5 separate regions of the Mus musculus genome follow, and regions 2, 3, 4 and 5 are each linked to region 1. The links are chromatin contacts, called in public HiChIP or PLAC-seq and promoter capture Hi-C maps. All regions are on one chromosome and are shown on one strand. The core of a region is the stretch at or near the end of the contact, and the rest is flanking DNA. Distances in the headings are between cores, read along the strand shown. Region 1 holds the start of Slc12a5 (solute carrier family 12, member 5). Region 2 holds the start of Wfdc6b (WAP four-disulfide core domain 6B). Region 3 overlaps Elmo2 (engulfment and cell motility 2). Region 4 holds the start of Wfdc9 (WAP four-disulfide core domain 9). Region 5 holds the start of Cdh22 (cadherin 22).

Region 1 (5,840 bases), core at 2,106-4,605:
AAGGGGTCCAGATTGGGAAATTGGGAAGATAGGCTGAGTCTGCAGGGGAATAGGGGGCTGTTGGGGTGCTGTTGCCATGGTGACGGGGCTGCAGCCTGTTAATTAAGCCCCCGGTTGCCACGGAGACGGTGGTGGTTGACGTGCTCTGCGGCAAGCCCTGTGTGTGTGGGGTGTGCTATGCACTGGACTCAACTCACTGCTGGGATCTGGGTCTGGAGGAGAGAGCATGGAGGAAGGGTGGAGAGAGGTCTTGGGTGGAGCCTTAGCTCTGTGACAGGAGGTGGGTAGGTCATGGGGTAATAAGAATGGGGAGTGAGGGAGCTGAATTGGAATACTCTGCCTGTGGAAACAAGATGCAGATGGGTCTTCAGCTTAGTGGCAAGGGCCTGCCTAGGGGTTAGGTACTGGATTCTAGTCTCCATTTGTAACTCAGCCTCCCATTCCATTCCATTTCTAGACTCCAATTTCACCATAAGTGGTAAATGGAAAAAAATAATTTATGAAGTCCTTTCTAGCACCCCAGTCCTCCTGCAGGGAGGCAGCTTCACTGAGCTTCTGAGAGACACAAGGTGGGAGGGCGTATGAATTTTAGAGACTCTGAATTCAAAAATAGGACCCTGCTTGGCTGTCCCTTAAGCTGTTCTATCCAGTTTTCCTCTGCTGCTCCATCTTCCTAGGGCTTTGGGTCCCTCCTCACCCCCTGCATAGGGAGGGGGGCTGAGTGGTGGTCTTGTTCCTGGGCCTCAGAGTGGAAAGCCACTTCTTATTGGCCAAGGCTGGCTGAGTAGGAGGTGCTTACAATGAGTTTTCTCTTTTCTGAAGACCTCATTAGGAAGGTGAGGGAGGTGACCCAGCCTCCTTGAGTGGCATCAGTTGAAGGGCTTAGGGTCTTCCTTTGGGACTCTACCCTTGCTTGGTCTGTACGTCCCAGAAAGACCTACTCACTTTGCAGTGTTCTGTCTGGCTTGGCACTCATGTGTAGACCATGCTAGCTTCAAACTTGTCTTGAGAGCCCTGCTTGCAACTCCTAATAGGTGTGCACCCCTACCCTCAGCTAGGTACCCCCAAATACTTTTGTGGTATTGGGGATTGAACATGGAGCCTTGTGCATATTAGACAAGCTCTCACCCACAGAGCTATGGTCTTAATCTAAGACTCATAGAAGACAGGAAGGAATCTCTCCTTTATTTTATGGATGCAGATGCTGAAGACCAGAGAGAGGGACTAGATTTTGACCAGGAATAAGCAGAATTCTGCAGCAGAGGAGAGGATAGAACCCGTATTTCCCACATCTTGAGTGGCCTTCCAGGTCAGAGCTCTAGTGAGGATTGGCAGTGAGGCAGTCACTCTGGCCTTCATCTGTTTCTCACGTCCCCACGGATAGGTTTACTCCCAGGGTGATCAGAGAAGCAATGGCACCAGGACCAGAGATGAAGAAGCATGCCCTAATGGTCCTCGCCTCCACAAATCTGCTCAGACAAACGTACCTCACATTTTGCCCTTTAACACTTCTCTACAGAATAATACAGATTGGTGTGTGTGTGAGAGAGAGAGACACGTATAACTGACTGACTCTGGGACAGCCAAGGGTATCAAGTACTTACACCTTCTTAAATTGTTTTTGTTATTGTGTATGTGTGCAAATGACTTGCAAGAGTCAGTTCTCATCTTTAATGGTATGGGTCCTAAGGTCTGAACTTGGCTTGTCAGGTTTGGTTGTGTCTTATTACTGAGCTAACACTATCTGCCAAATGCTCACATCTTGTCTGAATGTTAATTCTCCATCGTAACAGATTATCTGGGTGTCCTCAAAACCAAACGGCGTAGGCACCTTGTTGGCAAATCCCTTAGAAGCACCTTTGAGTCCATCGAAGAAGACCCCACTGTTGGCTTAGTCTGAAACCACTGACAGATTCCATAGAGCCAGCTTGTCTGCCGACTCTGTCCAAGGTCCTGAAAATGCCTGCCTATTAAGAGTATCTCGCAGACACGGGAGGCTTACTGCTCCAGCCAAGGGGTCGCCTCTAGTCCTGCATTTTTCTAACCTGGGCACAGAAGGGGAAAAGCCCATCCCAGACTCAAACTCTGCTGATTTTTTTCCCCTGGAGCAGAGAATCAGAGGCAGCTGGTAGTGTAGATATGATTGTATTCTTGTCTCTTTCATTGGAGGCAAGATCAATTTAAAAAGAGGTTCTATTGAGAAGAGACCTAAGTTGGAGTAAATAGAAATGGGTTCTAGACTGAATTCTGCTACTCATTGGCTTTGTGTGCCTAGGCAGTCATTTTCTCTCTTGGGTGCTTAGTTTTTTTGTTTTTGTTTTTTTCATTTACGAAATGAAAGCTATACGTTAGATAAGATGAACAGTTCTGTCCTACAATTCTCCAGGGATTTTTGAGGACTCAAGCTGGGAACCAGGGTGACTGTATAGCTATTTCCTCTTTCCATTGCTAGTATGTTTAGATCTAGATGCAAAGGGTCTAAACCTCAAATGTCACTTTCTGAAGCATCTCCACCATTGGCCCAAGTCTGGCTTCGGGGTCCCAGGGTAATCAAGCTCCTGGGGGGGGTGCTGGTTTCAGAAGAGGAGGACAGGAGAGCATGTCCGGCCTGGAAGCCTCAGAAAGCAATCCTGGATTAGAGGATTAGACATTCCCGCCCCAGGAGAAAATCTGGTCCCCAACCGGCAGGTGGCCTCATTCTCCCCTTCCCCCACTCAGTTCCTGGCCAGCTTGGGGCCAGCATACCCTCCCTAGAGGCTGCACCATCTCGGGTGGGAAGGAAGTGCTACAGGACCCCAGTGCTCCCTGTTCCTCGCTGCATTTCATCCATAGATCATTCCACAGGAGAAATCCCCTTGTCTGTGGTGTGGACTCCAGGGTCTTGTCTTGGGGTTAGGATTCTGAGACTCCAACCAGCCCGAGCACCATGAGAGAGTTCTCTACAACTCCTCTAGTGGCAGCCACCGATTTAAAAACAGAATGGGCCAAACAGACCCATTGACCTGAGTCCCCTCGGGGCAGCACAGTGCCCCATTGATGGGGGCCTAGGCCCCATCTTTCTCCTAGGCTTCAGGCGCTAGGACACCGATCTGGGAAAAGGTCTGGTTCTCTTTCCTCCAGGCCTTACCTCACCAGTTTGGTAGACAGCTCCCTGGGGCCCTTACATTCCACAGCGCCCGCCCCTGCCACCTCAGTCCCCCACATCTTTCTCTCAGGGGTCACCGCAGACCCTCAGTCAGGCAGCCGCTGCGGGGCCGCCTCCCCACGGCCGCGACCTAGTTCCCTGCCGTTATTTTTAGGGCGCGGGATGGCACCTGCCCACGTGCCGGGCCCCGCCTGCGCCAGAGTGGGGGGGGGGGCTGCGTCTGCTCTAGGGAAGCGAGGGCCGCGTCCCCCGCAGCATCCCCTCCATACCACCCGCGCAAGCCCCCAGTTTTCCCGTGAGGGGGCCACCGGAGCTCTCTGCCCGCCTCTCTGCCCTTCCCTCCCTCCCTCCGGTCCCCCCCTCCAAAGAAAACCCGCCAGTGGCTCACGCCTCCTGCATACGGGATGAGGTGAGCAGCGCCGCTACTGAGAGGGGGCGCGCGCGGGTGTGAGCGTGTGTCCGTGTGCGAGTGTGTGTGCGCCGGGCGGGCGGGCACTGCAGCTTCTTCCTCCGTGGAGCGGAGAGCAAGCGAGAGAGCTCGAGCAAGCGAGCGAGCGGAGAAGGCGGGCAGAGGGGCGCGGGCGAAGCGGCGCAGCCATCCCGAGCCCGGCGCCGCGCAGCCACCATGCTCAACAACCTGACGGACTGCGAGGACGGCGATGGGGGAGCCAACCCCGGTAAGCAGTGGTCCGGGGGCGGCGGGGGAGGGGGCAGCGAGGAGGAGGAGGAGAAGGAGGAGAAGGAGAAGGAGGAGGGCAGCTTCGGAGTGGGGGGCAGAGCCGGGGCCGCCTCCTGCAGAGAACAGCCTGGGGCTGACCGGGGCGGCGGATGCCGGAGGCTGCAGGGAGGCTAGCTCCATTGGAATGCGCTAGGCGCTGTCCACGGTTCTGGAATGCGCCGCGCTCCGAGGCAGATTCGGAACTGGGGGTTGGAATGATCCACGGCCTGGGGGCAGACTTGGATTAGCTAAACCGGAGAGGCCGTGGGAAGGGGATGAAATAGCTAGAACAGGGCTGACGTGCTGTTCGACGTGCAGGAGGGAGGCTCCTTTCCCGGAGAGGGGACCGGGGCGTCCTGGCGCAGAGCAGGGACCAGCAGCTTCTAGGGGCGCAGTCTGCTGCAGTTCCTCGCTTTGAGTTTCCAGCTAAAAGGTGGGGGGGGGGGGTTGTGATGGCTCTGGGGTTTGGAGGCATATGATAGCTCTCGTCTGGGCTGCAGTGTCTCCTTAAGGGGACACTTGGTGCAACCAGAACCCCCTCCCCCAAGGCTTCCTGAAGTCCTTATCTCAACCTGAAGCTACCACTTCTGTGGGTTTTTCTGGTCTACTTTGCCGATTTCCTCTTCCTCTCGGTTCTCCGTGGGTTCCTATTCAGGACAGGAAGCAAGATCCTATTCTTCGCTCTTTTCCCCCCTTCTCTTGGTACCCTAGGGCGACAGTGTGGTTTTCAGGGCGGGGCAGGGGGGGAAGTCTTTATAGTTAGCTCTCTTAGCTATCCTGGTGAAGCCTCAGAAACGGGGTCTTAGTGGCTGACTCCCCACCGCTGTGGCGACACTGCGGACTCGCTGCGGTGGGTGCAAAGACTTGCCAGGAGCTAAGGGGCTCTGGAGCAAATCCGTGTGCTGTTCCGTTTCTCCGTCACCCTTTACTGCCGTTTCTCTGCTCCGAGGTCTTGGGGCCAGCCACCCCCTCGGGCTCCCAGGCCCCTCGCTGCCCCCCAGCGGTCTCAGCCATCCATCACGGCTGTCAGCCGCCCCCAGCCCCCACCCTTAAGCGGCGCTGCGTCCCCTGCGCACTAGCGCATCTCCAGTGCCTGCTGTCTGCGCTCAGCGCCTTCAAACGCTCCCCCAGGCTTTGCTTGACCCTCTGGGCCGAGATTCCCCTGGAGATGGTCCAAGACCCCAAGAGCTAAAAGCATGAGCTCACAGACATTAGCAGGTTCGACTCTGAGGTCTTTGATTTTGGATCACAGTCAGGCCCAACTAGAGGCGTGGGAAGGCTGGGGGCACCAGAGTCCCTGATCCTTTGTCCGAGATATCCCCTTCCCATTCTCCCATGGGGCTGAGTCCTATACTGAGGACAGAACTGCTGCTGGCCAGCTCATCCATCTCTCCAGTGACCCTGGGGTCACCTCATCAGACAGAGCTCCCTTGGCTGCAGGGGGAGGGGAGTTGTAAAGTCCAGTTGCTGCAGCTCCAGGCATCTTGAAGCAGTGCTCCTGAAGCTAAGGGAAGGGATGCCACTTCTTCCCGGGATCCCCCTTTGATACCTCCACTATGAGACATCCCTGCTCCCCAGAATGGGTTCAGTGGATTCCTTAGCATCTGCATTCTCCACCGACCTTCACCTTCACTGTACCTCCGTGCTTCTTTGGGGTCCCCAAAGGCCTAGTAAAGACGCACATGTGTACTGGAAGTGGGGTTCTGACTAGTAGTTCTTTCCAGTTATTAGGCCTCTCTGTTAATTTCTAGACGCCGAGTGTAGCAGGCCCATCTGGAGACTCTCTTTCTATATATAGAGTCCAGCGCTTGGAATTAGAGTGTCCAGAACCTGGGTCAAGCATTCTGCGTCCCAGAGGGGGGAAGGTCTATCCTGGACGCTTGATGAAGGTGGTAGGAGGCCCTGAATACTTCCTGGGTCTGATCAAAGAAGGACCAAGAGCCCCTGACTCTGAGCCTAGATTCTTGGAACTGTATG
Region 2 (5,840 bases), core at 1,101-3,600, 350 kb before region 1:
AACAAGATGAAGAATGGTAAGCATTGAAGAGAGACGGAACTGGAAACTTGAGGGTGGCAAGGAGCAGCTTGGTGTGAGCAGCCTGTGCCTTTAGCTGTCCAGCCTAGAATTGAGATTCCGAGTGTCTGCTGGCAGTGGTGGCGCACGCCTTTAGTCCCAGCACTCGGGAGGCAGAGGCAGGCAGATTTCTGAGTTCGAGGCCAGCCTGGTCTACAGAGTGAGTTCCAGGACAACCAGGGCTACACAGAGAAACCCAGTTTCGAAAAACAAAAACAAACAAATTCCTAGTAACAAAATGTGTCTGGAAGGCCACCCATGAATTTGCCTTTTAAGTCCTGTAGTCAGTGATACATTGTCATTTGGTTTTCAGTGCTTGGAATGATGTTGCTCTTCGTGGCTTCAATTAGATTTAGTTCGCTTGTTTTTTTTTTTTTCTTAGCTCTTAACATCTGCTTTCATTTTTTTTTTTTTAACGCAACCTAGCTCTCCCCTTTGGAACATCGTACACATTGCCCTTTTCATTTTAACTTTTACTGGGCAAATGATAGTTGTACATTTTTATGGGGTAGAATGAAATATGAGATGGGTACATTGCGGGCCAATTTGAGGTAGCTAAGATATCATTGTTAGTCTCTTAGCAACTCTGAAATCTGCAGCACATGTTATTAACTGGGCTCCTCATGATACACAAAGATATAACCATGCGTCCGTGGGGAGCAGACGTGGAGGAGTGGAGTTGGAAGAGAGGAGAGCTAAGTCCAGATCTTCAGAACCCATAGAATGCTGGACAAAGTAATGCATGCATCTATAAGGCCAGTGTTCCTACAGTGAGATAGGAGACAGAGACAAATTTCCTGGAAGCTGATGGGCGAGCTACCCTGGAATACACGCTACAGAAGCAAAGTACAAGGAGACCGCCTCAAGCAAGGAAAAGAAGAGGAAAAAACAAACAACCTCGGAAATTACCTTCTGGTCCCCCCACCCCCAGCCCTCTCCACACACATACTTTACTGTATGACTCCATACAGAAGAAATGTCCAGGGCAGAAGTCAGGCATGGTAGCTCAGGCCTGTGATCACATCCTCAGGAGGCAGGAGGATTACATATCCAAGGCCAGTTGGGGCACGGTAGTAATGGTCTCTCTTAAAAGTTTAAGAAAGGAAAGAGAGGGCTAGGGATGTAACTCAGAGGTGGAGCGTGTGTGTGAGGCGCCGGACTGAAGACTCACCACAGGCAAAGACAGGAACCGCAGGAAGCCCTACAAGATGGGAAGCAGTCTCAGGGGCTGGAGTGGGTTGCAGCCGGCTAGCGAGTGATTGCTCATGAGACAGGGTTTACAGCTGGAGAGATTAAAAACATTTCAGAACCAGCAGATAGGACACACAATCTCATGAGTATCACAAGGGCTTGAAATTGTTGACCTGAAAATGGTCGGTTTTATCTGATGGACGTTTAGCACGGTTTGTCAAAGCAGACGCTGTGGGACTGTCTCTTGCAGTTGTAGATGGGTGCATCAAGTGCATGTGGCTGCTGCCAGCGGTCCCTGCCTCAGTTTACCCCTGCATGGCTCACATTGTGCCCACACTGCATTCGCTCCTTCACTAAAGCTTCAGTATTTAAGTTGAGGGAATATTCCAGAGCAATCAGAGAACTACTTTTAGTCCCTCCTGCAGCTGACTGAGTCATTGTTTCTTGTGGTCCCCGCTAACCTGCACTTGGGACAGAGGCTCTCAGCTTCCCTTGTTCTCCTGCCTTAGAGGTGCCATCTCCTGGCCTGATGCTCACCAGGAATGGTGGCTTCCTGTCCACCTGACAGAATTTACTCTTGGGTGGTGACTAAAGATGATGTCTGAGCCAAAGACAAGAGAGGGAACATCCACAGGGGGCTGAGGGGAAGGAGGAAGAGACCTAGGCAGAGAGACATTGTAAGGAGACAAAGGAGACACAGGGTCAAAGCCACAGATAATTAGCCCAGAGATGAGGAGAATCAGCGGCCAGGACAGTATGCAGCTCAACTGATCGTTGCTTGCCCAGCATGCGTGAAGAGCTGATTCCACCCCCAGCCCCACACTCACTGGGTGAGGTGATGCAGACCTGCGATCCCAGTCCTGCGGAGGTGGATGCAGACGGATCAGTAACTTCTACTACATAGCAAGTTTGAGGCCAGCCTGGGAGAGGTCAAATCCTGTCTCAAGGAAAAGAGAAGGATGGAGAGAGGGAAGGGAACCGCCAGCAGAGGCCCTGACCAGCATGCCAGATCCCTTTCCCCACAGTCTGCACTGCGGGTACAGCGAGTCCACTGACGGCCTCTGGGGAGGGAACGTGCTGGCTCCTGTCCAGAGATGCTTCCTGGGCTGTTGGGGCAGCAGAGGCCGGAGCCACTGACAAACTCCTCCTGGTTTAATGCCTCCAAACAGGCTACTGCTTCCTAAAATGAGACTCTGGGGACTTCTGCCATTCCTGGTCCCCTTCATCCTCCTGTGGAGCATCCAGGAACCTGCGCTGGCAGAGGGGGTCTTTATAAGTAAGTACTGGGTCCAGTTCTTAAGAAACTTGATGGGGTTAGAGAACAAAACACACTGCAGGTGACAGTGTCTCCCTCACCTCAGCCCCTGGCCCTGGTGGGTGATGTTTGGAGTCAGTGTTTCCCCATATCCTGGGAAGATGGCCTGGCTGGACACAGCTCTTTGGTCTGTGGTGGTTAACTCCCCACCATTATAAAGAATGCTTCCTGGAAGTGCTGGGGCTAGTGTGCATTAAATGGACCTGGGGATTAACTAGCCAAAGGGATTTCCACTGAAGGCCCAGCCTCTTCCTAGCACCACCCCCATCAGCTCCCAAACCTGCCCACTGCAGCTCCCCAAAGCTTTCCTGTGTCACAGAGGACCTTCCCTGGGTGCTAAAGTGCAGCCCCCAGGAGTCCCTTAGCGTGATGATGCACGGAGATTCTGAGCACTGAAGGCAGTGGTGGAAAGTGGATGCTTAGGAGGTCACATGACAGGTGTGAATTCTGAGACCACTCCTCGGGAGCTGTGTGGCTCTGCATGGAGCCTCCCCGTGCTCTGTGTGTGCAACACTGTCCAGGCCCACTCATAATTGTGTAGTGAGGAGTGAGGAGTGAGGAGAACGGCCAAGTGCCCCGGAAGTACTTCATCAGTATGACCCACTGTTCATTTAACCCCGGGACCTTGCTTGACCAAGGCTTTCCAAACTCTGTCACAGTAACCTTCAAAACAACAATCTGGGCAAACAGTGAGAGCAACAGGGGCCAACCAAGGACAAAGCTCAGGATAGTTCTAAAGGGCTGGGTCTCTCTCTGGAAAATCTTATATAGAGAAGGTCCTGAGATTGGATGCTGAGTTATTACAGATGAAGATGTGGCCAGTGTTGTGAAAACCCTGAGCTGCTGAGGGTTGCCTCCTCCTAGTGACAGGTGAGGGACAAACAAGCTTCCTGAACTCTGCAGGCGTGCCCTGGGACTGGGAAGGGAGAACAGTGTTTCCTTCAACCCCTCACAGGACCACGTCTTCTCCTCCCATAGGAACATGTCCAAAGTATAATAAAATAAAGTGTGACTTTGAAGAAAGAAACCAGTGTTTACGACACAGAGAGTGTCCAGGGGAGGAAAGGTGCTGCCTGTTCGCCTGTGGGAGGAAATGCCTGGACCTCAGCGAAGGTACCTGTCTCATCCCTGTTCCCGCCCTTCTGATCTGGCACTGCCGGGTCTTCTGGGTCACTAGGGTTTTGTGTGTGACCCAGATTCTCATGGTGTTGAGTGATGTCACTGCTGGGCAGGAGAGTGTCCTTTTTCATTTTTCTTCAAGTATTTGAATCAAACAATATCGACTTTTCTTTTAAAAATGATTATTTTCTGTGTAAATATGTTTTGCCTGAGTGAATACAGCAGGTACCCCATCCATACAGTTCCCATGGAGGAGAGAAGAGGGCAGCAGATCCTCTGAAATTGGTAATACAAATGGTTGTGAGCTGCCAAATGGGTGCTAGGCACTGATCCCAGGTCCTTTGAAAGGGCAGTAGGTGCTCGTAGAAATGAGCTGTTGATCCAGCCCTGGCTTTCCCATTTTGGACTCCGTTCTCTCTTTCATAACATGGATGTAGGTACTGGGTCATGTGATCTCTTGGCTGCCCTGTGGTGCTGTTCTGAGATACTCAGAGGCTATGAAAGACTCATCAAACACCAACAGTGTGTCTGGCTGTAGGATAGCATGAGACAGATGTGTGTGTAACATGGGGCAGGCGTGTGTGTAACATGAGGCAGGTGTGGGTGTAGCATGAGGCAGGTGTAGGTATAACATAGGAGAGGTGTGTGTGACATGGGGCAGGTGTGTGTAACATGGGGTAGGTGTGAGTGTAACATGAAGCAGGTGTGAGTGTAACATGAGGCAGGTGTGTGTAACATTGAGCAGGTGTGTGTGTAACATGGGACAGGTGTGGATGTAACATGGGGAAGATGTGAGTGTGTAACATGGGGCAGGTGTGTGTGTGACACATGGGGCAAGTGTGTGTGTAACATGGGACAGGTGTGGGTGTAACATGGGACAGGTGTGGGTGTAACATGAAATAGGTGCGGATGTGACATGGGGCAGGTGTGTGTGTAACATGGGACAGGTGTGAATGTAACATGGGGCAGATGTGAGTGTGTAACATGGGGCAGGTGTGTGTGTGTGTGTGTAACATGGGGCAAGTGTGTTGCAACATGGGACAGGTGTGGTTGTAACATGGGGCAGATGTGAGTGTGTAACATGGGGCAGGTGTGTGTGTGTGTAACATGGGGCAAGTGTGTTGCAACATGGGGCAGGTGTGGTTGTAACATGAGGCAGGTGTGGGTGTAACATGGGGCAGGTGTGGTTGTAACATGAGGCAGGATTGGGTGTAACATGGGACAGGTGTGGGTGTAACATGAAACAGGTGTGGATGTGACATGGGGCAGGTGTGTGTGTAACATTGGGCAGGTGTGGGGTCTCCTGGCTTCTCTGTCCAGGCCTCTGTTCTCTCTCTCACTTCTAGCCTCCTATTCTCTGTTCTCTCTGTCACATCCTTGAGTCCTACAAAAGACCATCAAAATCATTCCCCCAGTGTTACCAGTCAGCAAATACTCGGGGTGCTCATGACACCCTTGAGGGCTCCACCTGCTCACCGTGGACAGGAAAGCTTTTCCTGGGGAAGGCATCCAGGCCTTGGAAACTGAAGGATGGGTAGTGTGCAGGCAGATGTGGGGAGGGACAGCTTGACAGACACCAGCAAGTGCTCATGGGAAGGCCCTGGGTTAGGAGACAGGATCAGGACTGGAAACGCTGGCAAGTGGAGAGGGTGAAGCTGGATGAAGAGGGGAACTTGGAGGGCTGGCCTTGACCCTCCCTGTGATCCAACCGCCCCTGTGCTGTGCTTGGGTTCTGGTGACTTTCAGGCACAAGTTTGAAAGGATGTGTGTCAGGAGCAACGAAGGAGAGAAGCAGTGGAGAGGGAGGACATGGAGTTTGGGGTTTGGGGACAACTTTGTCATGAGCTAGTGGATGAGTCGCTCTGGAATCTGATGTCCAGTAGACTGGAGAGGCTTGGATTTAGATGGTGGCCATTCCTGGTGGAAGGAAAGAACACAGGAACATTTGTGAGGCAAAATCATCAACATGCCATTGTTCCAATGCTGAAGAGAAGCAACGAAAGAGCCGTGTGCAATGGCTGCATGTGCTCGTGCGACGGCCCTGTCCTGACAAGCAAGGTGATACTTTGTGTTACCATCCTGAAGATGAGAAAACCAAGACCAAAGCGGTTCAAGAGACCGGTCACAGTTCTCACGGAACTGGGAGCGCAGCTCTGAG
Region 3 (5,840 bases), core at 1,524-4,023, 330 kb after region 1:
TCACCACGGATGGGGGTGGGAGTAAGAACAATGTCCCCCGCCTAAGGCCCTCCGGTCCCTCCTGACATCTGGCTGTTGTCACCTCTAGCTGGAGACTGGCTGCTGCAGACTTACGGAGCTCCCCGACCTGCAGGATCTCACAGAGCATCTTGGTGAGCTCGATGGCACTGCGGCCGAACGGACACTCGTGTTTGTCCTCCCGACTGCTGTTCTCCAGCACGATCTACAAGCAGAGAGGACGTGGGGGGTGAGGGGAGGCGGGTGTGGATGGGTCCCAGGAGTGAGGGGCTGCCCCGCCTGCTCTTTACCCGGATGTAGGTGTCCTGGTGGACTTTAGCCAGGTACAGCATGTTGTCCAGCGCCAGCATTCCAGGAGGAGTCTGGGTGAAGTCCAAGGCTGGGTTGATATGGTTCTGGAGAATCCAGGAGAGCGGGTGTGAACTTGGGAGTCCTTGTGTGGAGTGACCTGGGGGCAGCCTGTCCTCCCTTTCTCTCGGCTCCACCCTAGCTCGTCTGGCTCCTGGAGCACTGGACTAAGGCTGCTTCATCCTACCACGTAGGTACACAGTACAGTTAAACCAGCCTCATTCCCAGCTGAGCCGTGTTTAACCTGACCACAGTCAACGGCAGCTGTGTGACAAGCAAGCTGCCTTGCTGAGTTGATTCACACAGGCTGCGGCGGGTGCCACCCCTTCCTCTCCACTGTGGGACAGGGGTAGGGAAATGAAAGGTGGAGGCTAAACCTTGGCACCATTAAGGTGAGAAGACAACACCAGAACTTTACCCACTGCAGGCATATGGTCCCCTTTCCCTCGAGGCTGGCTTCCTGGGCCTGTAATTGATGGATCTGGTTTACGCCCACCAAGTGGCCACAGCCAAGGCAAGCCAAAGGCCCTCATCTCTTTGTGTCTGCCACTCCAGGGCTGTCACTATGGAGGGGGAGTTGCCAGGGCGGAGAAGACACTTCGGTACTTACGGTGAAGCCCAGCATTTTATAGTCCTTGGTATACATGGCCTTGCGCTTTTCAGTCCCACTCCCGGGGACGTTGCTGGGGTCAGACTCTGCGTCGAAGGCAATCCTCCTCAGTTCAAATATAATGTCTCTCTGAGCCTGGGAGGGAGAACGCAGTAGGCAGGGCGATCAGCTCCCAAGAGAAGCAGGGAAGAGAGAGAGCAGGGCACGTGCTCCCAAGCCAGTCTCCAGGGATGGACCAGCGGGAGGATGGAAGGACAGAAGAGGCCTTTGTCCCAAGTCCTCGGGAGATGTGGCCCACACCAGTTTTGAGGAGACCACTTCACACAGCATTCTCAGCACACACTGTAGGCGGAAAGACCACAGCCATGAAGAAACAGCACAGCTTATACCAGGATGGCCCCCAGCACCTGCCTGGTCATTGGGATCCATCTTGGTCATCATTCTTTCTTCCAGAAGGTTAAAGGTCAAGACCTGAAGGACATACAGCTGATGGGCCATCTCTGTTTTGATTGGACGATTCCCTCTGATCACATGCTAGAGAAAGAAAGGCAGAAGGAGGCACAGACTCAGTGCACTGTCTTTCCTAAAGTGCCGTGTGTGTGTGTGTGTGTGTGTGTGTGTGTGTGTGTGTGTGTGTGTGTGTGTGTGTGTTAAGTACACTGGACAGGGATCTTTTCCTTCCAGTCATGGTGCCTGCATGTTCTTGAGTGGAAGGGGGCTAGACTCGGCCAGAGTAGGTTCACACAGGCCTTCCTCTCCACTCTTGGGCAGGGGAAGTGGAACAGAGAATGACGGTTCAACCTCGGACACCAGAGGTGGGGGCGGGAGGGGGCCCAGAGAGAGAGGGGGTCAGGGAGAGAGCAGGCCAGCAGAGCTAAACCCAGCCAGGCTTGCCCCTCACAGGACTAAAGCCAAAGCACCAGCGAGCACGTGGAAAAGGGCCACTGCTAGACAGGCTCGAGGCTAGGCCACCCTAAGTGACATGGAGCCACCTATAAGGAAGGCCACTGGCTTTCCTAGGCACCCTCACACGCCCTCCCCATCCTTTCCTTTCCTGTCACCCCATGTCAGCCCCTGCCTGTCCTTTAGCCATCCCCTTATCCTCCCAATGCTAGCTCAGCAAATCCCTCTGACCTGGCGCCCCAGCCTCCCTCATCTTCTCACCTTCTGACTGTTTCTCTCTCTCCCTGGCTACCTTGGCTAATCACTTTGGGTGTCTTACGTGGGTCTCCAACCTGTCCTTAACCCCACAACAGCCTGCTTTTCCTCCTGGCTTCCTGGACTTCCCAACCTACGTGTCGTGAATCCTGTCACCTGGGGTTCCTGTGCAGCTTCTGCCATGTCCCTACCCGTGTCCTTCAGGTCTTACTCAGTAGCCCTGACTCTAGAACCTCCCTGGACAGTGTAGCAGCCGCTAGTCACTTGTGGGCATTTGTGTGCCTAACATGGCCAGGGCCGGCAGCACAGCACTGAGTGCTACATCTCTGCAGAGCTCCCCGGAGTTGGCCCGTCCACCCCTGCCTTGCCTCGAGACCAGCCTTTTGTCAACCTGTGCCATACAAGTTGATGATCCTAGGCTCACATGGCTGGTAGATACTAGCCAGGTCTAAACTACAGTACGTGCTGTCTACAACACACCAGTCCTGGGAGCCTTAGTGTGAAGTGAGAAGGCTGACTGTGTCCCTGATGCGCCATGAATCAATCTGTTGCATACTGAAATGTCTTTGTATCATGGGTTACATTTCCTGGCCGTCAACCTTCATTTCCCTATTCCTTTAGCCCTGCTGATGGACCATCTCTAAGCCCATGCATGCCAGATCTGAGTTGTACTTCCCCACCAACCCTACCCTACCTAGGCCTCACCCTCAGCTTGGCCCTCGGGCTTTCTGCTCATCTCTGCTGCCCAGTACAGTTCCCAAAGCTGCACACAGGATGAATCCCACTGAAATTATCACCCACTCAGGCCCCCAGTCTTTCCAGGAAGCGTCCTCTCTGGACAGAACTTCCGCAAGCTGAACACGCACAGAGCCTGCCCTGCCCAGCTGCCCTCAGAACAGAACTGAGGTGGCTCCTGCACCCCAGCTCCTGCTGACATCCGCATGCCCTCTCTACCTCTCCAGCATGTCTCTTGCTAGTTCAAAATCAGGGGCCCTCTTCAGCCCCCACACTCCTGTCCTTCTCCTGTGCTCTCACAGCCTGGGGCTTGGCCTCCTGCTGGCCTCCATTACAGCTCATCCTCCACCTTGCTCCAAACCCCTGTCAACTGCTCTCTACCCCCTCCACCCACTGCTCTGAAAGTCCACCTCTAGTCCTTCCTCCTCACGGCTCACAAGATGGCTATGTAGAAAGGGAAGCGGCAGTGGCTCCTGGGTTTTGCTCACGGTTCTCAGGCGAGGGGGAGGAAGTGTTCTACCAGCCATGGCTGCAGCTCTCTGGCTTCATTAGACAGCATATGTAGGCACTGCCTGCCAAGTCAGTTAAGGCCCGAGGCTCAGCTGTCTACTCGGTGGGACCCTCTTCTCATCCATCAAGCTAAGCCTCAAACTCAGATTTTTCCCAGAAATGCCTCCCCGTGCCCACATGTAGAGCGGGTACCTAAGCAGCAGTTCTGGAGTTCCCACAGCATGGGCACTCCCCATTCCACATCTGTTGGAAGGAAGCAGGGTTGCAGTGACTTGGGGATCAAGTCACTCAAGGTAAAGCCATCGGACTCTGCAGGTTTGCTTAGAGTTTTCTTCTAGAGCTCTGTTACCATATACATGCACAAACACAAATGTACACACACACACACACACACACACACACTTGCTGCCCACAGCTGCCATGCACGCTGTCAGGCATGGTCTATGTATTAGCTCCTTCAGTCTTCACACTCAGCTAAGCAAAATCAAAGCCCAGGGACACAGGGTCAACTGCTCAGGATCAAGGCAGACTGGAAAACGGCCAAAGCCACTGTCAGCGTCGAATCTTTCACGCTTGACTCTGATGTTCTGTCTATTACCTTCACTGCTGTCTCTGGATTTTCCTCTGTTTTTGACAACTAATAAACTCTTTTCCTTTTGGGTTTGGCTCCTGTCCTCACTCCACTCGCTGCCTTCACACAACCCCTACCATCGCTACAGTAATAAGAGTGAAGAAGACCTTTCCAGACTCCTCTCGAGCCCTCCAGCAAGTACTCTAGAGTCCAGCTGTACCTGTGCCGCAGCCTGACCCTCCCAGGGCTGTGCTGGGAGGGAGGGAGACTAAGGTCTAAGCTGGTGTCTTGCCTGGGTGCCTAATACTTGAGAAGCAGCCAGCTTCTGGAAAGGCTTCTTGACTTTCCCTGCAAAGCAGATCTCCCTGGTCCTGCCCTCCCTCTCCTGGCCAGAGCTGTGCTGGGCCCCACCTTCCCCAGCAGAGCACAAGGCTTCAGGAGCTCTGCGTGCTCCAGGTCTCAGCCCACTCAGCTGGTTTAACAGGTCTATATTGTAACAGGCAGTGGAGAAGGCCTTCCCCTTCTCCCTGGAGGGGCTGCAATCTCTTGGGGACCATGGGGGATGGCTTCCCAGATGCAGCTTGGCTCAGAGGAGTCCAAAAAAAAGCTCAGTATTCCGAAGTGAAGTGCCCGGCGTCTGTTAGTAAGCCCCCTCCCCCACCCCCAGTGGTGACAGTCACAGCCCGGCATCCTAGGGATGGTGAGGACCACCAGCAGCAGGAAGAAGCATTAACAAAAGGCAGTCACTGGGAACTCACGTTCAGGATTATGGACCGAAGGTGCTTCTGTGCAAAGGCATTGGCCATGTCCTAGGGAGGGAAACCAACACACGTAAGGCAAGGCAGGTGGCATCTGTGACTGCTGTCAGGGGAAAGGTCCTCACAGCTCGAATGCGCTCCTTTCAAATGAACGGTGAAGAAATCCACTGACCATCAAATGTGTTTTACTCTAAAACTTTCCCTGCTTTTTTCATGAATGCAAATGAACTCAGTTTCCCTTCCTCGGGGCACAATAACGCCTCGTGTCTTCATGAGACTTGGATTGCTTGAGGACAAGACACATGTGTTACAAGCATGCTGGTGACAGACACTGCACGCAGAGCACACGGCAGGACATGCACCACTCCAGGCAGATGGCCACAGCTGAAGAACCCTGGGCAGCAGACTGGGCTGTGAGACGGGGGTATGGTTGCTCAGACCTCACTGCGAGAGTCACGTGTTGTGGGCCTTTGGGTAACATTTCACATCAGATTCACCTGTCCATCATATTTGGCTCAAACTTCAACAGCAACATTTTAGTTATTAAGTATCCAGGAAATAAAGTATTCTAGTAATACTTGAGTCCTCCACAGAGATCTAAGGGTCCCATCAGCACCATTTTGACCATCTTTTAAAAAGACACAAGAAGGAATGCAGTGGTTATCATTCAAGCCTTTTCCAAGCCTGCTGGGGGTCGCTCTGCAGTGACACTCGCTCTGAGGGGCTGTTAAATTTCACCCATATCAGGATGTTTCTAATTTTCTGACAACTTTTCTCAATTTTTTCAGTCCGTTCCTTCTGATGTCAGCAACCTGTCTTAATGATGTTAGTTACAGTGACAACTCCCTTCTAAGACACTGCCTTCAGTCACCTTTATTGATGGCGGTGAATTAGTGGGTCTGGGTGGGTGGGGTGGCTGCTGTCCAGTGACCTCTCTCCTATATTTCTAAACCTCTGTCGATGTTATAGATGCCTGGCCAAGAGCATCCAGGTTTATTGTTCACCCCTGAGCATATTTTGGCTAGAAGAGGAAGATGGTGCCTGGATACTTCCCAGATACCAGATGGGACTAAACCCTGGGTGGACAAGTCTCAGATAGGCACCTGCCAGCAGAAGCTGAGATGTGAAAGCC
Region 4 (5,840 bases), core at 1,265-3,764, 310 kb before region 1:
CTACCATTTCTTTCTTGTTCAGTTAGCATCTTGGTATCGTGCTAATGAGCATGCGCCGCTCTGGGTAATGTGTAGAAGGTAGACCTGGTTGAGCTCCTGTCCTCACCATTGGACAGAAACAGTGATCTATTATCACCCATCTCAGAGTGTTCGTCAGACACACAAGACTGTTTGAATTAATTGGATCAAAGGCAAGTGTCAGATTTCAGTGATTTCAGAATTCAGTAGCCATGTGTAAGTTAGAGCCACTTCACAGACAGCTCACAGGACACGTCCATAGTTATAAAAAACTTTTACTGACCAATGCTTATCGACCTGCGTCTACCAAAAGGTCTCTTCAGGAAAGCAAGTGTAATGCCAGAGATCGTTAAAGGTGAAGTCTCAGGGCTGAAGATGAAGGATGACCAGGGGTTAAGGGCACACATTTCTCTTTCAGAAGACCTTAGTTCAATTCCCAGCATCCATGGGAAGTGGTTCACAACCTCCTGTAACTCTGGCTCCAGGAGGTCTGACGCCCTCTTCTGGTTTGAGGGCACCTAAATTCATATGCATGAGCTCAGCCCTACACTCATATACACTTAATCAGGAAATAAAACAAAAATCTTTTGAGGAATAAAAGTAAAATTATCCCAGACCTGTATACACACACTCATGTACACACACATATACACACTCATGTACACACTCATGCACACACTCATGTACACACACATATACACACTCATGCACACACATATACACACTCATGTACACACTCATGCACACACATACACAGAAGTTATAAACAATCATGTTTGTCAGCTTCTACTCTTTGCCAGCTTATGTGTGGGCGTTTTACCTGCCTATATGTCTGATACTTGCAGAAGCCGAAAGACAGTGATCTTACTTTAACACCTTAGCCAGCCCCCTGAAAGGTTCTCTGGATCCTGGTGATGCCCAATGCCCTTCCGTTGCACACTGCTGGTATTCTTAACCATCCCAGAGAAGGGGAGCAAGGACACCCCCAACCCATATCACAAGGATGATGCTGACACAACTCCAGGCACAAATTACCTAAGCCAGCCGTAAAACTCATGCTTTACACTCCCTTGTCTACAGGTGACAGCAGACTGACAGCTCTTTTGTCCAAATTTGGAACGGAGCACAAAAGAACAAAACAAAAAACAAAACAAAAAAAAAAAACAGAGTTAGGGTTGACTTTTGTGGTAGCAGAGTTTTGGGCTCAGTTCAGGAGCTACGTGTCAGCTCACAGACTATTTCTTTGGCACTCTCTCAAGTGAAAGCACTGGGCTGTGTTGATGTAGCCGGCACCTCTGTGTGGGCTGGGGACACTGTGTGTCTTCCACAGCTTTATCTCTGATCCAGAACTCCTCGGCCACTGGGTACAGAGTCTTTCTGAATCATCCAAGCTCACCTACAGGAAGGGAGTCAAAGGCACCTGCCTCTGTTGGTAGTGATGTTTTTTGAGAAATGGTCTCACCATGTAGCCCAGGTTTGACAGCCCTCTTGCCTCAGCCTCCTGCACGTTAGAACTGCAGGATCGTCTTCGGCTTTGGGTCATGCATCCTCTTTTACTTCGCATCCTGCTCAGTGTTGGTTCTCCTTTGATGGGCCAAGTACAAGCTAACACAAACGCTCTCCAGGTTTCACAGAGGTAAAGAAACTGGATAGGGAAGGTGTTTATAAAAGCTAAATGGCCCTCTAGCAAACAAGGAAGGAAACAGAGGGATCAACCCTACAGTCGGGATCTTGCCACAGAATCGTTGCTTGGTGGATGGAGAAATGTGTTCACCAAATGCCTGAGAGAAGGACAGTAGGAGCTGGAGAGGTGACACAGGGGTAAGAGAGACTGCTGGGCAAACGTGGGACCTGAGTTCAGATTCCAGCACTCACATTTAAAAAAAACCCTAGCAGTGCCACATAGACCTGTAGCCCCAGTGTTAAAGGCAGATGGGAAAAGGGAGCATTAGCCACATAGGCAGGATGAAAAATGGCAATCTCCAAGTTCAGTGAAAGACTCTATCTCAAGGGGATGAGGTAGGGAGTGACAGAGAAGGGTACCCAATGTCCTCTTCTGTTACACACACACACACACACACACACACACAGATACACACACACAGATACACACACATACAGATACACACACACACACAGATACACACACACACACACACACACACAAAGAGGTCTAGCACTCTCAAAGAGCAGACTCCTCTCAACTTGGCCTACAGGATTACAGGTGTGTGTGTGTGTGTGTGTGTGTGTGTGTGTGTGTGTGTACACTGGTGCTCTGCACAGTATATGCTAAGACTGCACACACTTGGCCAAGGAGGACGAACCGTACAAAGACAGAGCTCGGGGTTTGGAAGCCCCAGTGTGACAGTGTGGGAACACACTGAGGGGAAACTGATGAGGAGGAAAATGGTACCTGCTGTGGTTTGTAGTCTGTTCCCCAAAGGTTCCTGTGCTGGAGCCGTGGTCCCCAGAGTAACAATAGTAAGAGGGATATAACCTTTAAGAGGTGGGGCCAAGCCGGAGATATGTAGGTCCTCTGGTATGCAGAGATGGGGGTGTGGGGCATGAAGGTGGGCATATTGGGGACTGAGAATTCAGAGGCAGTGGGTGGAGAAGGTTGAGAACGGATAGGATCAATACACATTATACACAGGTATGAGGTTGTCAGAGGATAAAGAAAAGATATTTTAAAAAGCCAGGAACAAAATTTCAGAGTCTTTACGGTGCTGCGGATGGATCTGGATGTGCAGACTGTAACCATCTCCTGGGCACTCCTCAATCCCTGCTCATCCCTTCCTTGCCTGCTGCCCACAGCCCCACCTTGCTCAGCCTTGAGCATCTTGCAGAACATCGTGAATTAGGACATACATGATGGTGTGTGTGTGACATAAGTGAAATCACTGACGGAAAGGCATCTTGGGAGACGGTTACAGGATTAAATAAAAAGGGCAGAAGATGGGTCTGAGCCAAAACGAGACTCTGTGTGGCGTGCCCGGGGAAACTGAGATAATAGCGAACCAGGATCGAGGCTGGAAAGGCGGCTCGGTGGTAATGAGCACCTGCTATTCTCGCAGAGGACGGGGGTTCAGTTCCCAACTGTGGATAATGCTAGTTCCAGGGGATCTGATGTCCTGGTGTCACGTGTGGCGAGCACGCGCGCGCGCGCACACACACACACACACAGACACACACAGAGTAAATCTTTTTAAAAATGAGTCTATTTTATGGACACTAGAGGTAAACATCAGAATTCCTCACCAACCCTAAGACTCACAGCTTCAGCTCCAGACAGCCCGGCAGGACCCTGAGAGCCTTCTGTTTCTACCAACAATCCCGGCTCTGGCTCACAGACATTTGCCTCCAGGTCAGCTTTATCTGCAAACACTTTACTCAATCTCCTGAGCCCTAAACTATATATATCGTGAGGAAATTATGTTAGCGCGAAGAGGGGGCTGAAAGAGATCTCGTTTATGAGAAAAGCCACAGAGAAAAAGGGCAAGGGGCAAGAAAAGGGGAAGAAACAGGACGGCTACTGCTCTGCCCTGATTTGGCCAGCAGAGGCAGTAGAGAGGCCCCGTCCTGCTGTGGGAAAGTCTGCCATCCAGACTAGATCTGAGCTCACCGCCTGGGTCGCAGTTATGCTGTCCAGGAATCTGCTGCTCTTCCTTGGTGTGCTGTTGCTGCTTTCCCTAGCCGACGGAGGGGTCCAGCGAAGGCAGAGATATGAAGGTAGGTGGTTGGATGAGTAGGGTTTGTGGGTAGCTGGCAAGGAGCAACTGAGAACAGACCCAGAAGGGATACGACTGCATACTCTGCTCCGCAGTACTGTCCTGACTCTGGGTGACCACGGCCCCTCAGCTATGGTTCCGGACACAGTGATAAGGTGCACAGTGAACGTGCGATTCTCACCCTTTGTTCCAAAGATTCAGAAACAAACGGTGATGGAAGGGGCCCCATGGTTGAAAATCCAGGGGGCAAACTTTCGTACTTGGGAGGGCTTAAACTCTCAGAGGTGTTCAGTGGGGAAGAGGGGTGTAGAAATGGGCATAGGTGCAGAAACCAAAACATTGATCATGAAAGAGGTAGGGATGGAGTTGCCACCTGGGGTGGGGGGTGGGGGTGGGTAAAAAGTAAATGATGAAGAGGACAGAACACTTCACTAGACAGCAAGACAGCAGAGGAAACAGAGAGGCTGGAGGCCGATTTGTTAGCCTCACGGACCCTGAGAATTCTAAGGAGCTGAAAGGGTCCGTGAACTACCTCCGGTTTCTATGAGCCGGGTAAGAATACACATTTCACAGAGATGGCGCCATTGCGGCTCTTTCTACTAGGAGAGATTGGTCGTGGGTGTAGGTATGAGGAAGAGGAAGAGGGGACCCAGACACGAATAGCTATAGGGAGGTGGTGAGATTATCACGGGGCATGAGATTTAAAACACAACTGATCAGCAGGACTGAGCACAAACAGAAAAGTTGCCTGGGAAAATGCAGGCACAGCGGGAGTGTTCAGCACACTGCTGGAACTTTAAGCTCAAGAGGGATTCTCTCCAGGCAGCCACTCTGCTCACCTACCTGACCGTCCCCCTTTTTGTAGCACCAGTTCACACTGAGATCAAGGAGTGTGAGGGGAAGCCCAAACGGTATCTGTGCAGCCGCCATTGTGAAGCCCACCAAGACTGCCAAGCAAATAACATCTGCTGCTCCGCTGCATGTGGCAATGTTTGCGTGAACCTGTTGGATAAAGACGTATGGGAGATGCCTGTCACCCCTCCCTCTGACTATGTCTACCCAGAGAGTGGGTCCCCGCCCAGCTTTGAAGGAGATATGATTCTGCCTGGAATTACCTTGTCATCTCTCACCACTGCTGTTACTAAATAAACAAGCACCTGCCTCCTTCATATACACTCTTAATAATCACTGATGCCCAGTGCGCTCCTCTCGGGCCCAGTTCCCACCCCCACCCCTTGTTGGTAATTTGTCTCTAGTTTGTCCTGTTGTCTTGTGCACCCACTCCAATTCCAGGAGGCTCCAGCACACCAAACCAGCTCTACCACAACACATATCTCCTGTACAGCATGCCACAGGGCTAAAGAGAACATTCCTTGCCTTGGGTTCACAAAAACCTTTAAGCATCATACAGGCAGAGAATTAAAAGAAAAATCTGAGGTAGAGGGTGGGAGTCCCCCGCCCCCCACCAAAAATGGCTTCCTCTCCTTAGCCCTGGTCACCCCCAGCTGCTCTTAGGGTTCTCCGGCTAAGATTTGTTTACAGTGAAAATAGTCAATCCAGGGAAGTCGAGCAATATGACTAGGCACTAGGAGAGAGTGAGAGGGTCTCATGTGATTAGGGGAGGGTATTTCCTCTGGACTCTTTTTGCTCACTTTTTCTTCACATGCCAAATTTCTTCTTGTTTATCACTGGAGGATATGGATATTCCAGTGTTGGAGCCCGAGTTGGGATCTGAGACTCCGGTGACTTCATTAACTGGATGTCCCCCCTCCAACTCCAAGCCACCCTCTTGTTGACTCTTCTTTTGATCCACAGGCATAGCAGAAAGAGAGGAAGCCAGTGGTTGGTGTTGACACCGCAGAAAATGTTTTGGCACAAGGTAGCTATATGACTTGCCCATATGCTACAGGTGGTAGACATTAATCACAAGGTGTACTAATTCCCTCCCAGTCTGGGGATTCAGCCCCCCCCCCAAATGATCCTGGATGCTAAGTTTAAGATTCAGTCATCTGTGGCTGTATTAATTAGCAGACATAAGGCAGCTAACCTAGAAAGGCTATGCTCACAAACACTGGTTGGAATTCAAGACTGGGA
Region 5 (5,840 bases), core at 861-3,360, 270 kb after region 1:
CACACACACACACACACACACACTATACACATGTACCCAGGGTCACCACAGTTTTTCACTTAACAGCTTTCTCCCCCTGAGAGCTCTGGGGATCTACCTTAAATACCTCATGCTGCATGGAAGCAAACGCCTTCCTGCTTTGCCTGCAGTCTGAGGACAAGAAATGGATCCATTTTCCCTCACACTCACCCAGCATACAATTGGTGAGGCCCGGATATCAGGGTGTCTGGGTTCCCATTCTGCCTTTTGATAGTGTTTGCCCTGTGACCCCAGAACCCACCCTCCAATAAATACTTCAGGATGGGAAGGAGGACAGCCCAGGTAGATAGAATCAGACAGGGTGCCCCAGAGGCAGATGTCCTAGGCTGAGAGACCTAGCTTGGTAAAGCACCTGCTGGGGAGCACAGGTACTCTTGTAGTGAAGGAAGATCACAGAGACACCCCCACTTCATCCCAAGCAGTGTTTAAGGGAACACTGGAAAAAGCCGGGAATCCTGCTGCCGCAGAGTAGAGGCTGGCTTGGGGAAGAAGATGCCTTCTGACCTGACAGACACTGAGGCAAGAAGGGTGAAAGAAGGTGGCAACACTGAGGATGAGACGGGCCAAGCCCCCACATCCCAAAAAGAGTCAGGGTGGGCACTGGTGGGCTAGCGTGGGAGATACTCTGAGGGACAGAGGACATAATGGATAGGCTTCCAGGACAGAAGGAGAAGAAGCAGAGGCAGTAGCCAATACTAACAATCAAGACTCTGGCCAAGTTGAGCACTCCTGCTGGTTCTGGGACCCAGGGAGCTCATCAGATGGAACGCACACCCTCCGACCAACGCCGCCGCCGACTAGGAAGGGTAGGAGAGAAAGCAGGGGGCTCCTAGCAGCGCGAGCCGGACAAGCCTTCAACCGGCCGGGCCCCGCAGGCTTCAGCCGTCGCTGCTGTGCCCGCCAGCAGGGGGTGCCTCTGCGGCTTGGGGAGACCTCGGGGGACTCCAGCCTCTCTCTGCGCTCCGCCCGCTGCACCCTACAGGGTCGTCTCCAGCAGCACCCAAGCTGGGGCAGGGACCCGACCAGGCCACAGCGGAAGTGGCGAAGTCAGGTCCCGAGCCAAGGGAGACGTGGTTAGGGATAGTGTCTATCGAGGGTCCCGCAGCCTGTACGCCCTCACAGTCGCAAGGTCCACGCCTCCCGGTTCCGCACCCCGGCCTCCGGAGGGTCAGTCCCGAGTGGCGCGTGCTTTGGACGTGAGCCTGTGAAGCCCGGTCCTTCTCCGTGGTGGGGACAGAGTCCCCGGAGTCGTGTGCGGATGAAGAGGGTAGAGCTACCTCTCAATCTCCACCGGCCATCCGACGGCCGAAGGGAGCAGGGGGTCACGTCGGCAGGGCCACAAGGGTCCTCATAGCCTGTCCAGCTCACCCCACCCAGGGGTGGCCGCAGCCGCGCGTGTCGCCGCGGCTCGACCCGCACACGCACCCGCGCGGCGCACACGCTCCCGCCGCGCCGATCGCCGGGCCTCCGGGAGGGGCTGCGAGCCGAGCCGGGGCGGCGCGGGGTGGGCGGCGGGAATGCCGGGGTCCCGGCCCGTACAGAGGCTGGATTCTCCATCTCCCCACCCCTCCCCGCACTCCGGCCCTACACCCCTGGCGCAGACACCCCCTTCCTCCCCGGCCTCGGGGGCATCCTGGAGCTCAGGACACAGGGACCGCGACTCCCGGGCCGGGAGGTGGCCGGGCTGGGCTCCGCGCCGGGGAAAGTTTGGACGTGGGAAAGTCCCTGTCTCCCCGCCGGGGAGGGGGCGCGGGATGGGCGCGCTTCAGCTGTTGCCCCGGAGCCCGCGCCGCGCCGCGCCCGCCTCTCCCCGGCCCGTGCACCCTCCCGGCCCGCAGCCTTCCCCAGCGGCGATCGGTTGTCCTCCCGCGGGTGCCGCGCGCTCTTACCTTGGGGAGCGGCCGGACTGCACCCTGGTCCGCGCCTTGGGACGCCAGCAAGCGGCAGGATCACAGCCAGGTCCGGCTCTGGCGTCCGCTCGGAGGAGCCGAGGGAGAGCGGGAGCGAGAGGGGGAGCCGCGGCGGCGAGTGCGCGCGTGTGTGGAGGAGCGAGAGAGCGAGGGAGTGTGCGTGTCTGACTAGGGGGGAAGTGTGCAAGGGACGGATCCCTTCCTTCCTCCCGCAGCCTCTGGTGGAGACTCGGAGAATGCAGCGCCCGCCGGGCAGGAGCGCCGAGCAGCGCCGAGCCGCAGGCGGCCGCCGGGCCGGACCCCGCAGCCAGCCGGGGAGCCCGGCCCCCGCCCCGACCGCACCCCTCCCTCGCCTGCGGGGCCCGGAGGCTCCGTCTCCCCCGTCGCCGGCAGCGGGAAAGCCCCCGGGGGAGTGCTCCTTCTCCTCCTCCCAGCCCAGATCCGCGCGAAGGGAGCGCCCCCAGGAGGGGAGCGGGCTCCCTCCTTGCCTGGCGGTTCAGCTGCCCCGAGGCACCCGTGGCAGACTAGACCCTGTCCCCACCACTCCCCTGGCCAGACTTCGCTGCATCTAGCCCCCCTTCCCCCACACACTATGAAAGCCCGGCTTCAAAAGAAGGGGGTGCAAGCGAAGGTAGAGGCGGGCTTCTCAAGTGGCCACCCCTGGCTGGCTGCCCAGAAAGGCCCTTTGCACAGACCGAGGCTTCAGAGACAATCACTGAACATTGAGGTGGACAGAGCCCCTGCCCCGGGGCTGGGAGTCTGCTGGCAGGTGGAAGGTCAGTTGTCCTGGGAAGAGAGCCACGCTGGTCATTCCTCTTTAGGAGCGAGCTCTGGAAGTCCTGTGCCTCCAGCCAGAATAAAAGAGTAGGCAAACAAGACAGTCCAGCCTAAACTTCGTGCCCTCTAGCATGAGGCTAATAAAATCCACCCCCACCCCCCACTGTCCAGAAACGCTTGCAAAGCCAGATTTTCCGTTCTTGCTCAAATTCAGCTAGCCCAATGCCCGATGTCTTTTCTGCCTAGACTGTTTCCTTTTTCTTAGCTGCATGGGTGCCAGCCAGGTGACTGAAGTGACCGTGCAGCTGTATGTCTTTGCCATCTGCCCCTAACCAAGCATCCTGGCCTGCAAAACAGACGCTGAGTTAAAGAGGTGACAACGCCCTCCCTCCGAGACCCTGATTCCTGATGGTCCCTAGGGACCCATACTCCAGCTCGCCCTGGCCTGCTCACCACCGGGAGCTCTAATTTCCACTCTCCCACTCCTCCCTAGTGACTGGTGTCTCCTCTGGGTGGTTGCATTTCTAGTCCTTCCAGCTGAACTCCATCACTCTTATTTATTTTGAGATTTATTCTCCACCTCGACAGCCGGTTCCCTCCCTTAAGTCCTTCTTCTCTCGGTTCATTCCCTTCATTGATCTCCCAAGCGTTGCTTTTGTGCAGTCTCCTGGTCTTTTTCCTCCCCAACCTCTCTATTCTTAGCCTCTACTCTTTCATGCTTTCAGAGACCAGAGGCTGGCCTTCCAGATGCATCTCCACACTTTCTGCTTTCTCCCTCTCTCCCCGACTCACTTTTTGCAGCTGTGGATCCTTCTTTTCTGTCCCTGCCCCAGGCCTGGCTGTGTGCTGACCCCTCAGGACTCTGACCTAATTACAGGGCCATAGGTTGTTTGGGCCTGGGCTGTGATAGCCTCCACATTTGCCTGCACACAGTGGGGTAAGCCACAAAGTCTCTTCTCCCCAGAACTCCATTAGAGCCTTACCTTTTACTCTCCCAACATCTCACCTTCCCCTTTAGGTTGCCTCCTACCCTTATCCAAAAACCTCCTCTCGGCGGCCTCACGTCCTGGGTTCTGGGAGCACTTGAGATTCACCATCGTCAGAACTGCTGTGATTTTGCTTGTATGCAGATCGGTCCTATTTTACAGACGAGGAAACATTTTGGAATATCAGGAATACACAGGCAAAGTGGTGAGAGTGGATTAGTTAGTACATCCTGCCTGGGTTCTCTGCTCTGGAAGAGGGTAAGCCAGGGCTCTTCTGACTGTAGCAGTAGGTGGCAAGAACAGGAAGAGATCCCATGAAAATCTTGGGGTGTCATAGAGGTCTCTTTCCCAGCATTGACTCAGATCAGATGACACCAATGTAACAACAGCAGCTAGTAAGCCCTGTACTACCTATTAATTTTTATGTAGATTATTTCATTTGATTGACACAGCAGACAACCTACAAATTTATAGACAGGGAGGCTGGGGCACTGAGAAACGTGAAACTTGCAGAAAGTCACAGTGCACATGGAATAGTGGCGATAGTGGGGATTTTGATCCTCCTCAGGCCTCTGAGCTGAAGGGACAGGGACTGTTGCTTCCAGGCAAGCAACAGGCCTAGGACATCCCAGGTTTCTTTATGCTATAGTATGTATGAGGTGAGCATACAAGGAGAGTATCGCTCTTGCTCTTCCAGGGTCTGGATGAAGTCATGGAGGACTTGGGGGAGGGGTGTGGCTGGGGATTATTCTGGGAGGAACTTGTGAGATTCCATCAGAAGAGCCAGCGGGGTTTGGTACATTATGGCCTTTGGAGTAGTCATCTGCACCCCTGGCTTTGCCCTCTCTTGAACACAGGTTCCCTTCACCTCCACCGCATGACATTTGGACCCATAATCCTTTGTCACCGTGCCGTCCTGTGCATGGCAGTCTGCCTAGCAGCGTCTCTAATATCTGCTCACTAAATCCTGTGGCACCACCCCCTTCTTCTAGTTGTGACAACTATAAAAGCTGCCAAATGTCCCCTGAAGGGCAAAGTCAGCTCTAGTTGACCATCAGGGCTTCAGTATTAGGGCCTGAACAGTGGGGTCTGTTCCAACATAGTGTGCCTCCGAACAGGTGTCACAGGGGTGTGTGTGTGTGTGTTTATATGTGTGCTTATATGTATGTATATGTGTGTTTATATGTGTATTTTTGTGTTTATATGCATGTTTATGTGTATGCATATGTGTTTATATGTATGTATATGTGTGTATCTATGTGTGTATATGTGTATGTATATTTATATGTTTGTACATATGTTTATATGTATGTCTTGTATGTTTATGTATGTGTCTGTGTGTGTATATATGCGTTTTTTTGTTTGTTTGTTTGTTTTTTTAGATAGGGTTTCTCTGTATAGCCCTGGCTATCCTGGAACTCACTTTGTAGACCAGGCTGGCCTCAAACTCAGAAATCCGCCTGCCTCTGCCTCCTAAGTGCTGGGATTAAAGGCGTGCACCACCACCACCCGGCATGTGTGTGTATTTATGTGTGTGTTCATGTTTACATGTGTGTCTGTGTATACATGTGTGTGTGCTCATGTGTGTATGTTCATGTTTGTGTGTGTGTCTGTGTGTATATGTGTGTGTGCTCATGTGTGTGTGTGTGTTTGTGCTTTCGGGTCCAGGCTCTTCCTCTCCCCATTTCTTCCTCTCCATCTCTGACTGCAGACCCCACAGGGTCTTACCTGCCTCTCTGCTCCCCCCACCGACAGCCCCCATGGCTTTCTGTCATCCTGCTTGTCCCTGTGTCTGTCTGTTGCCTCGACACACACATTTTTGTCTGCTCTTCTCTGCCGCCCTCCATGCTGTCTCTGTCTCCTCCTCCCCAGCAGCCTTTCAGGGAACTCTCTGATGCTTTCTGAATGTGAGTCCTCACTTGTCCTTTCTACCTGGCCCCACCCCCACCCGCCCCAATCTGTGTCTTTGGCTGTCTTCTCTTCTCTGACCCATCCTTCCTGCTCCCCCTCTCTGTGTCTGTCTGTCTGTCTGTCTGTCTGTCTGTCATAAGTTCCCTCCTCTGAAGTCTCCCTCCTCCCTGTCACTCAGCTCTAACCTCCCCCTGTCCCTTTCCTGTCTTCCTCTCCT

What was found. HiChIP or PLAC-seq counts read pairs in DNA pulled down with a chosen protein or histone mark. Capture Hi-C pulls out chosen DNA fragments and counts their contacts.
Region 2: a promoter capture Hi-C map of pancreatic islet shows a contact between it and region 1. The contact joins the promoter of Wfdc6b here to the promoter of Slc12a5 in region 1. A contact is called at or near these places in 1 of 39 promoter capture datasets (liver) and 1 of 9 other capture datasets (pancreatic islet).
Region 3: a contact with region 1 is called in an H3K4me3 HiChIP or PLAC-seq map of forebrain, with 4 times the contacts expected there. The contact joins the enhancer-like site here to the promoter of Slc12a5 in region 1. A contact is called at or near these places in 5 of 39 promoter capture datasets (the C10 cell line, HPC-7-derived erythroid cells, embryonic stem cells and 2 more), 1 of 15 datasets of contacts at CTCF or cohesin (large pre-B cells), 1 of 484 Hi-C or Micro-C datasets (cortical neurons), 10 of 115 datasets of contacts at active chromatin or transcription factors (embryonic basal ganglia, embryonic forebrain, embryonic hindbrain and 4 more) and 4 of 9 other capture datasets (adipose tissue, liver, macrophages and 1 more).
Region 4: an H3K27ac HiChIP or PLAC-seq map of embryonic stem cells shows a contact between it and region 1, with 2.3 times the contacts expected there. The contact joins the promoter of Wfdc9 here to the promoter of Slc12a5 in region 1. A contact is called at or near these places in 1 of 115 datasets of contacts at active chromatin or transcription factors (embryonic stem cells) and 1 of 9 other capture datasets (adipose tissue).
Region 5: a contact with region 1 is called in an H3K4me3 HiChIP or PLAC-seq map of embryonic stem cells, with 51 read pairs. The contact joins the promoter of Cdh22 here to the promoter of Slc12a5 in region 1. A contact is called at or near these places in 3 of 39 promoter capture datasets (cranial neural crest, embryonic stem cells and maxillary cranial neural crest), 1 of 15 datasets of contacts at CTCF or cohesin (stem cell-derived epiblast-like cells), 32 of 484 Hi-C or Micro-C datasets (the N1E-115 cell line, bone marrow-derived macrophages, brain and 10 more), 11 of 115 datasets of contacts at active chromatin or transcription factors (embryonic hindbrain, embryonic midbrain, embryonic stem cells and 3 more) and 1 of 9 other capture datasets (embryonic stem cells).

The regions. Positions count from the first base shown.
Region 1 is chr2:164,964,633-164,970,472 of GRCm38.p6, forward strand. It overlaps Slc12a5 (solute carrier family 12, member 5), which reads left to right and starts at 3,356. Exons shown (of 26, transcript NM_020333.2): 1 at 3,356-3,822. The coding sequence starts at 3,771.
Region 2 is chr2:164,611,350-164,617,189 of GRCm38.p6, forward strand. Wfdc6b (WAP four-disulfide core domain 6B) reads left to right here and starts at 2,351. Exons shown (of 4, transcript NM_001012725.2): 1 at 2,351-2,524; 2 at 3,542-3,676. The coding sequence starts at 2,404. Wfdc8 (WAP four-disulfide core domain 8) reads right to left here and starts at 2,277. Exons shown (of 8, transcript NM_001080550.2): 1 at 2,076-2,277.
Region 3 is chr2:165,297,233-165,303,072 of GRCm38.p6, forward strand. It overlaps Elmo2 (engulfment and cell motility 2), which reads right to left. Exons shown (of 21, transcript NM_080287.2): 10 at 4,709-4,759; 11 at 1,388-1,510; 12 at 977-1,111; 13 at 309-413; 14 at 115-223. Among named protein-coding and RNA genes, the nearest start is that of Slc35c2, 12 kb to the left of the region's middle. Within about 2 kb of position 2,774, at least 25 of the 459 cell types and tissues checked have an H3K27ac peak or open chromatin away from gene starts, as enhancers often do. A contact at or near this core is called in forebrain, where this site is marked.
Region 4 is chr2:164,652,452-164,658,291 of GRCm38.p6, forward strand. It overlaps Wfdc9 (WAP four-disulfide core domain 9), which reads right to left and starts at 2,515. Exons shown (of 4, transcript NM_001160414.1): 1 at 2,432-2,515. It overlaps Wfdc10 (WAP four-disulfide core domain 10), which reads left to right and starts at 3,595. Exons shown (of 2, transcript NM_001039501.2): 1 at 3,595-3,747; 2 at 4,612-4,917. The coding sequence starts at 3,657. The coding sequence ends at 4,895.
Region 5 is chr2:165,232,627-165,238,466 of GRCm38.p6, forward strand. It overlaps Cdh22 (cadherin 22), which reads right to left and starts at 2,111. Exons shown (of 12, transcript NM_174988.3): 1 at 1,929-2,111. Gm36748 (a long non-coding RNA gene) reads left to right here. Exons shown (of 3, transcript XR_375215.3): 3 at 1-288.